3 separate regions of the Hordeum vulgare genome follow, and regions 2 and 3 are each linked to region 1. Evidence: chromatin contacts called from public Hi-C data. All regions are on one chromosome and are shown on one strand. The core of a region is the stretch at or near the end of the contact, and the rest is flanking DNA. Distances in the headings are between cores, read along the strand shown.

The links. A called contact is a pair of places that touch in the nucleus more often than the background predicts.
Region 2: a Hi-C map of leaf shows a contact between it and region 1, with 4 times the contacts expected there. The contact joins the promoter of LOC123452958 here to the promoter of LOC123452956 in region 1. A contact is called at or near these places in 4 of 6 Hi-C or Micro-C datasets (leaf and seedling) and 1 of 1 datasets of contacts at active chromatin or transcription factors (embryo).
Region 3: a contact with region 1 is called in a Hi-C map of leaf, with 3 times the contacts expected there. The contact joins the promoter of LOC123452960 here to the promoter of LOC123452956 in region 1. A contact is called at or near these places in 2 of 6 Hi-C or Micro-C datasets (leaf and seedling) and 1 of 1 datasets of contacts at active chromatin or transcription factors (embryo).

The regions. Positions count from the first base shown.
Region 1 is chr5H:559,552,673-559,555,860 of MorexV3_pseudomolecules_assembly, reverse strand. It overlaps LOC123452956 (ethylene-responsive transcription factor 1-like), which reads left to right and starts at 1,389. Exons shown (of 1, transcript XM_045129703.1): 1 at 1,389-2,820. The coding sequence starts at 1,631. The coding sequence ends at 2,641.
Region 2 is chr5H:559,722,853-559,726,068 of MorexV3_pseudomolecules_assembly, reverse strand. It overlaps LOC123452958 (transcription elongation factor TFIIS), which reads left to right and starts at 1,277. Exons shown (of 2, transcript XM_045129705.1): 1 at 1,277-1,561; 2 at 3,051-3,216. The coding sequence starts at 1,394.
Region 3 is chr5H:559,742,367-559,745,860 of MorexV3_pseudomolecules_assembly, reverse strand. LOC123452960 (serine/threonine/tyrosine-protein kinase HT1) reads left to right here and starts at 1,425. Exons shown (of 6, transcript XM_045129711.1): 1 at 1,425-2,205; 2 at 2,925-3,057; 3 at 3,179-3,374. The coding sequence starts at 1,877.

The DNA of each region.
Region 1 (3,188 bases), core at 140-2,639:
ATACATATGCATTCCACTGTACATACGTACATGCGCCACCGCACGTACGTACGTGTGCCACTGTATGTATGGTGATGATGCATGTCGTGAACTAGATTTTCAAAACGAAAAAGAGGTAACGGCTGTAGTTTTGAAGAAAGTTCTCAGATTCGAAAAAGTCCACAAGTTTAATAAAAAGTTTCATGGATTAAAAAAACAAATTGTAAAAATTTCGCGCCTTAAAATAAAAAAGTAGAAAAAAAGAAAAGAAACAAATTGAAAAAATATGGCTTCAAAAATGAATTAAAAATTCATGCCTTATAAAAAAAAATTGAAAAAATTCAATACATCGTATACATTTTTCTAAATGTCCCAAACATTATTTTGAAATGCGTGAACATTTTTCAAATGCAACGTACATTCTTTTCTTGTTACTGTTTATTTTCTCTTATATTATACAAAGTTTATTGTGTATTGCTAAACTGTTTATTGCATATTTAGGAAATGTTTTGCATGCCGCACGGCGTGAATAATTTGCGCCCTGCATGAACTATTTGAAAAAGATTAAAAAATTTAAGAAAAAAGGAAGAAAAAGGAAGCCACCCATGCATTATTTTTTTAACGAAATGAAACTTAAGTGCGCCCTTTTTTTAACGGAAAAATTAAAATGGGTCGGTTCTCGAGATAAATTCCAGTTGACAGAAGGTGAGGGTTCGATTTAGACCGGGATTGCATAGTTCAGGGTGCAATCGACCGGGATTTTGACTCGGGGGTTCATTCCGCCTGACAGATACAAGTTTAATGTTTAAATTAGACTTTTTGCTGTCTCACACGCTATGCCACATATGGGATACCACCTATGCTTCAGACGACGATACTTAACCATGGGTGAGGCCCGACCTGGCTCACGACGCCACGCTATCAAGCAGCGTAGCGCGTGTGAGAAAGACGCTATGACATAGGGCATAGCACCGACGCGTTGGACGCTACCTGAAAATGTTAGTTGAGTGAGATAGTTTCCAAGAGAGTTTATTTTGTGAATTTGTTACATTTTGGGATTATTTTTGTCCATTTTGCCTCAAACTTGCGCATCTAGTCTTAGTCCACATGGTTTATCCCAAATTCCCGATAACCATTTGAGAGAACCTCCAAGTGGTCGTTCTTATCCTCCTCGGCAACGCAAGGAGCCAGTAGTCCACCCCACGAATTTGAATTTCGCCTCCCCACATTTCTTTCTTTGTTCCGAGGTAAGCCCCAGCCCTCGAGAATATCCACGCGCTCCCTTTGATCCGTGCCGCGATACTACTTCCCAGGGCCAGGGCCAGGGCCAGGAGCCCAGGACCAGAAGAAATGAAAACGGGAAATCCCGATACTGCCCCTCAACCGACCCGTGCTCCGCCCCCACCCATTTCCCCCCTTTTAGCCCCCGCCTCCTCCGCCACTCGTCCTCCGGCTTCCACCGCAACCCCACAACCGCACGCCACCAACACCCGCCGCATCCGCCCCGCCCCGCCCCGCCCCACCGACGGACGAAACCCTAACCCTAGCCTCCCCTCCCCCTTCCCCTTCCCGCCGCCGCCGCCCATGGCGGGGCGCCGAGGCTGAGCGCCCCCGATCGCGCGCGAGGATGGATTGAGCCGAGACACGAGGCATGGGGCCCAACCCTAGCCTGGACATGCTGGCCGCCGCGGCGGCGGCGGAGGCGGCGCCGCCGCCCAGGGGCCGCGTGGTGCGGATCATCGTGCACGACGCCGACGCCACCGACTCCTCCTCCAGCGAGGACGAGGCCGCGCCGCCGCCGCTGCTTGCCATGCCGACGACCAAGGAGGAGCGCCGGAGGGACCGCAAGAAGCGCCGCCGCGTGATGGAGGCCGGGAGGAGGGAGGACTCGCGCCCGCCGCAGGCCGGGGGGAGGACCCCCTCGGTGCGGTACCGCGGCGTGCGCCAGCGCCGGTGGGGCAAGTTCGCCTCGGAGATCCGCGACCCGATCCAGGGCCGCCGCCTCTGGCTCGGCACCTTCGACACCGCCGAGGAGGCCGCCGCCGCCTACGACGCCGCCAAGATCCGCATCAGCGGGAGCCGCCGCCCGCCCGACGCCACCACCACCACCACCACCACCGGCTGCTTCCCTTTCCCGTTCCCGCCGCCAGAGCCTCCCAAGCCCACCGTCCTGCGCCTTCCCATGCCACATCCTGCCAAGCCAACCGTCCTGCGTCTTCCCATGTCACAGACTGCCAAGCCGATTGTCTCGCCGCCGCCGCCCCCTTCGCCTGAGCCTGTCAAGCCGGCCATCTCGCCGCCTCCTCTGCCAGCTAAGCCGTTCGCCCTCCCGTTGAAGCTGAGGCTGAAGCTTTCCTTCAATCCACAGGTCAAGGACAAGGGTTGGGGCTGGTGCTCTGCAGGCGATGTCAAGGAGGAGGAGGACGTGGGCTGTGATGGCGAGGCAAAGGTTGGGGATGTGATTAGTGCAGGAGAGGTCAAGGTGGAGGATGGGGGCTGTGCAGAGGAGGCGAAGGAGGTCGGTGGTAACTCTGAGATCCAGGCGGTCAAGCCAATGTGGGCGATGATCACCGGGAAGCGAAAGAAGCGGTCAGGGTGCGGCACCCGTGTTGGCGCCCTCCACGCCTCCTCCGTCTGCGTCGAGGAAGTTGGCGGGACCTGAGGGAGGTTCCAACTATCCGTAATTACTATCGTTAGATCTTTCACTCTTCTGCCTAGCGTCGTCGGAACTTCTTTGGTATTGTGTAATTTTTGTCAAGTACTAAACTCCTTGATGTGCAAACTCATGACCATCCTGTCATATGATTTGCGGATGATTTAATGTATATACACCCTTCAATATGGTCGATAGTCGATTCGAAGGATGCCACTTCTGATGTCCAATGAAACTGATGTATTATATCCAAACTAAAATTCTTCTTTATTGAGATATATGTAGCTTTCATCTTGGATCAATATGTAAGTTAGTGGGAAACTATAGCAATCACTCCTGAAGTGGTAGTAGTTAAGAATTTCAGATGGTCTTTTCTTTTTAGTAGAATGATGGTCTTTGTGAATTCTTCTTTAGAACAGATGTGCTTCTGCCAGTTAGACCAATACTGTTAATTGATTTGTCTCATGCGTCCATGTCCAGGTTCAGTTATTTTCCTTTCTAAGCTCTGTTTTATGTCATGTCCTGGTGTTAACATCACCATGGCATGACTATATCT
Region 2 (3,216 bases), core at 28-2,527, 170 kb before region 1:
AGTGACCGTTTCCTACGCCGGACTACTTCGAGACCCCAAACCCGCTCTTCAAACATCACATGTTTCGACGTCGTTTTCGTATATCTAGGCATGTGTTCAACCGTATTCAGGAGGGATGGTAAAGTATAATAAATATTTCGAGTGCAAGACGGATGCCCTTGGAAAGATTGGCTTCTCCTCTTATCAGAAATGCATTGCCGCCACTCGGATGCTTGCATACGGAGTTCCTGGTGATCCCATTGATGAGTATGTCCGGATGAGTGAGTCTACATACCTTGAGTCATGTATCTATCCACAATGGTCTACTCTCGTGAAGACAAACTCCAACACTGTAGGAGAAAAGATAAAGAGATTTGCCCAAGAGCAAGAGAGTGTTAGGAAAGATGTAGAGCGTGTTTTTGGCATTCTTCAATCTTGATGGGGCATCGTGCGGTTCCTGCTATAACTTGAAGCACCAAAAAGTTGTGAGAGGTAATGACATCTTGTGTGATCATGCACAGCATGATCGTAGAGGATGGGCGTCCAAAACGTTTCTGTGATCAAGGATTTCAGTTTCAGGGTGACATTGTTGTGCTTGAGCATGAAGAAGCGACAACGCTTGCAAAGTTCGTCGATTTTATCGTAAGATTCGTTATTGGAAAACCCACATGCAGTTGCAAAATGATTTGGTTAAGCATATGTGGATGCACGTCGACAATCAATAGATGTATCAAGAACCTTTTCTTTCAAATATATTTGAGACAATTTAATGTTAAACATGAGATATTTATGTAGTTCTTGAACATTTATGTGATTCTTGATAAAGCGATCGATAAATAGCCGTAAACCTGCCACGCAGACAAAAAAAAATGAATCGACACGTTGATCCTATGGTCGATCCAAACAAAAAATGAAGCACACATGTCGATCCAAACAAAAAACACCGATGAAACACGTGGATTGTAGTTGCTGTAACCCTAACAAAATAGCAAGATTGGTGAAAGTTTAATTTTCACCAACAACATAACCTGTGTAACGGGTTGGCACAAATCAGACTCAGGCGTTGTCATAAATAAAGCTGAGTCACCCACCTCTGCAGTCCTTTGCGAGAAATCGGAAATGACACACCGTCTGCAGACACGACAGGACGGGACGGATCCTTACCCGCCACGTGCCGCCGGATCCACCGTCCGATCCGGCCTGCTCGAGAAGGATCCGTCTCCGAATCAACGGCGGCGGCGGCCCCGCGCCGTATAAATCCCCGCGCTACCCCCGAATCCAACCCTTTTTTTCCTCTCCTCCAGTCGCCTCCGAGCCAGACACGCGAGAGGGTAGACCGCGGCGGCGAGGCCTCCTGCTGCGCCTAGGGTTTTCATCCCCCCCGCCGCCGCCGCCGCCGCCGCCAGCCAGCCGGATGGCCATGGAGAGGGAGCTGATGGAGACCTTCGAGGCCGCCAAGAAGGCGGCCGACGCGGCCGCCGAGGAGGCTGACGGCTCGCCCCCGGAGGCCCAGCGCTGCCTCGACGCCCTGCGCCGCCTCCGCGAGTTCCGCGTCAACACCGACGTCCTCGTCGCCACGCAGGTGAGCCTCCCCCCCTCTCGATTGCTAAGAAATCAGACTATCCGTGCCCTATCGTTGCGTTGGGTCCCGGCGGATGCGGCGACCCTAGAGGAGGAATTGCGGGTGCAATGCGCCTCGCTGCGTTCAATTTGGGCCCCCCTTTTTTTTTCTTCCTGGCTGCTTCGCCAGAAATTACCGTGTGCTCATGCGAGGCATGACGTTCTTCCCCCTTTTTAGAGGGTGACTGAGAGGTGCGGAAAGCGAATTGGGAATTAGATCTTGTGGGAGGGGGGCAGGTTACACCTTTTCCCCTCTTTTTTTTTTTACCTCGGATTGGTAGGTTTGTGGGTAATAGGGCGGTCGTTCAGTGCCTGGATGCCTCACAGAGACGGTGGGTAGGCGGCTGGGATTCGTTGAATGCTGCGGGTTACCACAGATTCGCTGTTTCCATTCAGGAAAAGGCTGGGCGCATGGGTTGTTTGCGTTTCGTCGCTTTTGTGCTGGAAAAATTAATCCGTGTCGGTGATGGTTTGGTTTTTGCTGTGGGTCAGATTGATGCTAGTTTCATCTTAATTGGGATTCTGCATAAAGTGGTCTCCCAACCATCGTCTTATTTTGGTTCGCTAGCCAACATTTGGCAACTCCATAAAATTGTTGAAGATTGGCAATTTTTTGACGTAGGCAAAGTAAGTTGGTAGCCAATTTTTTGGCTTGCCAAGGCAAGCCATTTTGTGGCGCCAAACAAAGCAGCCCCATAGTCTTAGTTTTACTTTTAACACCTTTGTGATTCAAAACTAAGTAAGGTCCTTTATAATGGAGATTCTTTTGAATGTACTGAGATACAAGTTTTTTCCTTCCATCACACCTACATAAGTGCCATGGAGCACTGAGCCTATACAACTACTGAGATACAGGTTTACAGAGTAGTTTTTAGGAGTCTAGGCCTCCTAAAGGACCTGCTGTGACATTTTGGTTCATGTGTGAGGTACGAAGGACCTACTGAGAGACTGGATAATTCCAATTTAGGGTACTTTAGATTTTCTAACCTATCCATTCCCTCCGTCCGAAAATAAGTGACTTCAAAATGGCTCAACTTTGTACTAACTTTAGTACAAAGCTAAGTGTTTTTTGAGTCACTTATTTTGGGACGGAGGGAGTACTATCTTGTATTTGTGCAAAAGCATATCTAGTTTCGTAAGGTACAGAGGTATTCTGAGCATGAACCAGAATTGGCAAGCACTCAATATTTATGATCAGTGATACTCCTTTTGAGTGCTTGCATTTATTAGTTGTGTTTGGTTGGGAGTCTGAAATATCTTGTGTGAATTGCGTTGCTATGTAAAATGTTGTTTTTACTAAAGCTTAGTTCATCAATTTAATATTTTGTTCCTAAACATCCGCTTTCCCTCTCAACCGGATATTATTTATTTCATTCAGCTACTTTCCCCAAGCAGTTGTTTTCATAGGGCTTAGGAACTTGCAACTTACAGATTGGGTTCTGTTTTGTCAGGTTGGCAAACGTCTTCGGTACCTGACGAAGCACCCTAACTCAGACATACAGGCTATGGCTGCAGACCTTTTTGGGTACTGGAAGAAGGTTGTTATTGAAGAGACAGGAAAGAAAAATGGCACACCAGCAAATGGAAAATCAGACAACTCTGCAGCTAAGGCTGATA
Region 3 (3,494 bases), core at 176-2,675, 190 kb before region 1:
ACAGACGGACGCACTCACCTACACTTACATTTCCTATGGCAAGTTTTGTCGAAGAGTCCAGATATATACGAGGACTCCTCTGAACATGCTGAACGCAACTGAGCCACCCATCACTGATCATTGACATCATCTAGACAACCACGTGACAACCGCTACACAACATGCAACACCGAAAGAAGGGAGACTCCCTAGTACATGCGTGGTAGCCGACCTTTGGACCCTTGACAAGACCAAACGCACCCATTGTCATCATCATTGCAAAAAATACATACCGCTTTCTATATCCGTAACAACCGACCTGTCACACGCGTGAGCCACAAGCCATCGATCCACCGTGAGCATTCAACCCCAAGAGGATACATGACACATAACCTTAGCACGTGCTAGTAACACGCGTACTGATATCCTCATGCGGTTGTGGCGATTTTGTATTGATCTATATATAAATACACTGCCATTGCTCAACAGATACATATCACATCACAAGATATACATGCAACAACCATTTGCTGGACAAATATGTATCACATCAACAATATATACACACACCACCATTGCTCGGCAGATATATAACACGTAAGCAGATATATAAAACTCATCGCCATTAATTGACGAATATATCACATACGTCAAATAGCAAATTTCGACCGATCTATGTATAAATGCATCGCCTTTACTTGGTAGATGCATATCAAATAAGAAAATACATAAAACACATCACCATTACTCATCAAAAATATCACACACGTCAATCGACGGTTTTCGACCGATCTACACATAAATGCATAGTCGTTAGTCGATAGATACATATCACATAAGCAGATATATAAAACACAACACCATTACTCGACAAATATATCGCACATGCCACGTGGCGAATTTCGACCGATCTATGTTTAAATGCATCGCCGTTAATCGAAAGATATAAATCACACTAATCTATGTTTAAAATGCATTGTCGTTAATCGAAAGATACAAATCGCATAAAGAAAATATCCGGTCGATCAACACACAAATGCGTCGTCCTTACTCGACAAAGTACATACCACACAAACAAAACACATAAAACACATTGCCATTACTCGAAGAATATATCCCAGACCTCAAACGGCGAATCGACACGCAAATGCACCGCCATTACCCGACAAACTCACAAACACATCACATAACAAAACCTAAATAACCAGGAGATTTGGATCTCAATTCCCAGGGAAAAGAAGATCTTTTGATCAACGGTGGGGGCTGCATGAGCCTAAGGTGGAGGCAGGACCATGGTGGAGGCCTTGTGAGAGAGGGAAGAGATATTTTGGGGCGCATCCCGTGGTACGCACACGGGGGGACGCATGGCATTTCGCCCACCAGCTCCCTCACGCCCTCCCCAGCTTTATACCCCGCGTCTATAAAGTTTCTGCCCACTGCGGCTCTGCTCACCCCGACGATACCTTCCCCTCCCTTCCCCTCCCTTCCCCCCTCCTTTCCCCGCACCTCCTCCGCCGCGACGGCGACCCCCCAGCCGCACGGCGAAGTACCCCCCTCCGCCCCGACCGCTTCTATCCAGCCCTAGGGTTTCCGCCTCTTCTCCGCACCTAGCCCACGCCGCAGCCCCGCGGATTCCTCCCCCTTTTTTGAGCTCAAAATCGCCGCCTTTCCGCTCGGTTCTTGGGCACGAATCGGCCATTGATTTCCTCTGGTCTATCCAAGGTATTCCCTTGACTTTTCGGGGCGCGAGCCGGGGCCTTCCGAGGCGATTGGCGCTCTGGAGCAGTCTCTTCTCCGCCGTGGGTTCGGGGGTTGCCGCTGAAGGCTTGGCTGATTTTTCTATGAGCGTGGGCCGGGGCTCCGGTCGTCTGGGCGCGCGCGCGGGGTGCTCGCGTTAATGCATCGGCTGACCTGCGGCTGCAAGTTCGCCGACCCCGACACGGTCGTCCCCTCCGCGGCGTCGCATCGCGTGCGGCCGGACACCATGAGCTGCGGCAGCGACGGGTGCAGGGACGGCGGCAGCGGCGGCGGGAGCGGCAGCGAGGGGTTCGGGCGGTCGCGGCCGAGCAAGGTCGCGGCCGACGACTCGGTGGAGCCCGCTCGGTGCTCGGATGCCACGTCGCCGCCGGGGTCCTGGATTGACAGGAAGCTGCTGGTCGACCCCAAGATGCTCTTCGTCGGATCCAAGATTGGGGAGGGCGCCCACGGGAAGGTCTACAAGGGGAAGTAAGTGGATAAACTTTTATGACCATAACCCTTGCACAGTGATTCATATCCTTCAGCTCAAGGTCGGCAGTACTTGCATCAACTGCCCCAGATTTGAATTTATGTTCCTAAGCTTTAGTACTAGCAGCTGTCCAATCCAATGGGTGTTATTGCAAAAAGTTCTATAGTTATGTATCAACGAAGTAGGGGGTAAGAGTTGGTAGGATTTTAATTTGTAAGTATCCAATTGCGTCTGGAGGTACAGTACAAGGTGTACCTACACAACAGTCAGTAAAATTTCGTAACATGCTTGAGAGCCGCTTTAGGGTTCTCATTTAATCGACGGCAGTATTACCTCCCTAGGATTTGATTTATTTTGCGCTTCATTTATCTGTGCCAGCCTGTTGTACATATCTGCTATTCCTGCTATGGTCAAGGATTCTGACTTTTTTTTTTTAGGTTTGAGTCTTGTTCTAATACTTACAAAGAGTTGATTCTCTCAAATTTATTTATGTTTCAATGTACAGCATGTGTGTGTATTAAGGAATAAAACCATTTTCTTCTGCTGCTAATCGTTGATGTTCTCACAAGTTGAGCTGCCAGCCTGACATTCTTGTCCCCCCAAGGAGAAACCTATGCTGTTTAATTACATTCTATATTGTAGTTTTGTTTTGCCCATGTGGATACTCTTGATGGCTTACATCAGTAATTAACTAGTTTGTATGTCTGTTTTCAAATAGGTATGGTGATCAGATTGTAGCCATAAAAGTTCTCAACAGTGGCAGTACTCCGGAAGAAAAAGCAACGCTTGAAGATCGTTTCATCCGTGAAGTAAATATGATGTGTAAAGTGAAACATGATAATCTTGTCAAGGTACATCCTTGCCTGAACGGCAACATTACTGTGCCTAATTCAATCTTACAATAGCTATTCCTAACTAAAACCATCAATTTTCTTGTGATCTGTTTCTCACAAAAATTTCTGACTTCTATAGTTCATCGGGGCCTGCAAGGAGCCGTTGATGGTGATTGTAAGTGAGCTGCTACCGGGGATGTCACTGAAAAATTACTTGAACAGCATCCGGCCCAGCCAACTAGATATCCATACTGCATTAGGCTACGCACTCAACATAGCTCGTGCAATGGAATGTTTACATGCCAATGGAATAATACACAGAGACCTGAAACCTGGTATGTGTGTTTGGACTATTTGATTTTTCCTGTTTCATCTCCATTTTTTTTCCTTTACGTGCATAGTAAGTTGCATTTCTTTTGGTGTAACGAATACCGGGTGGCATATTTAACAAGATT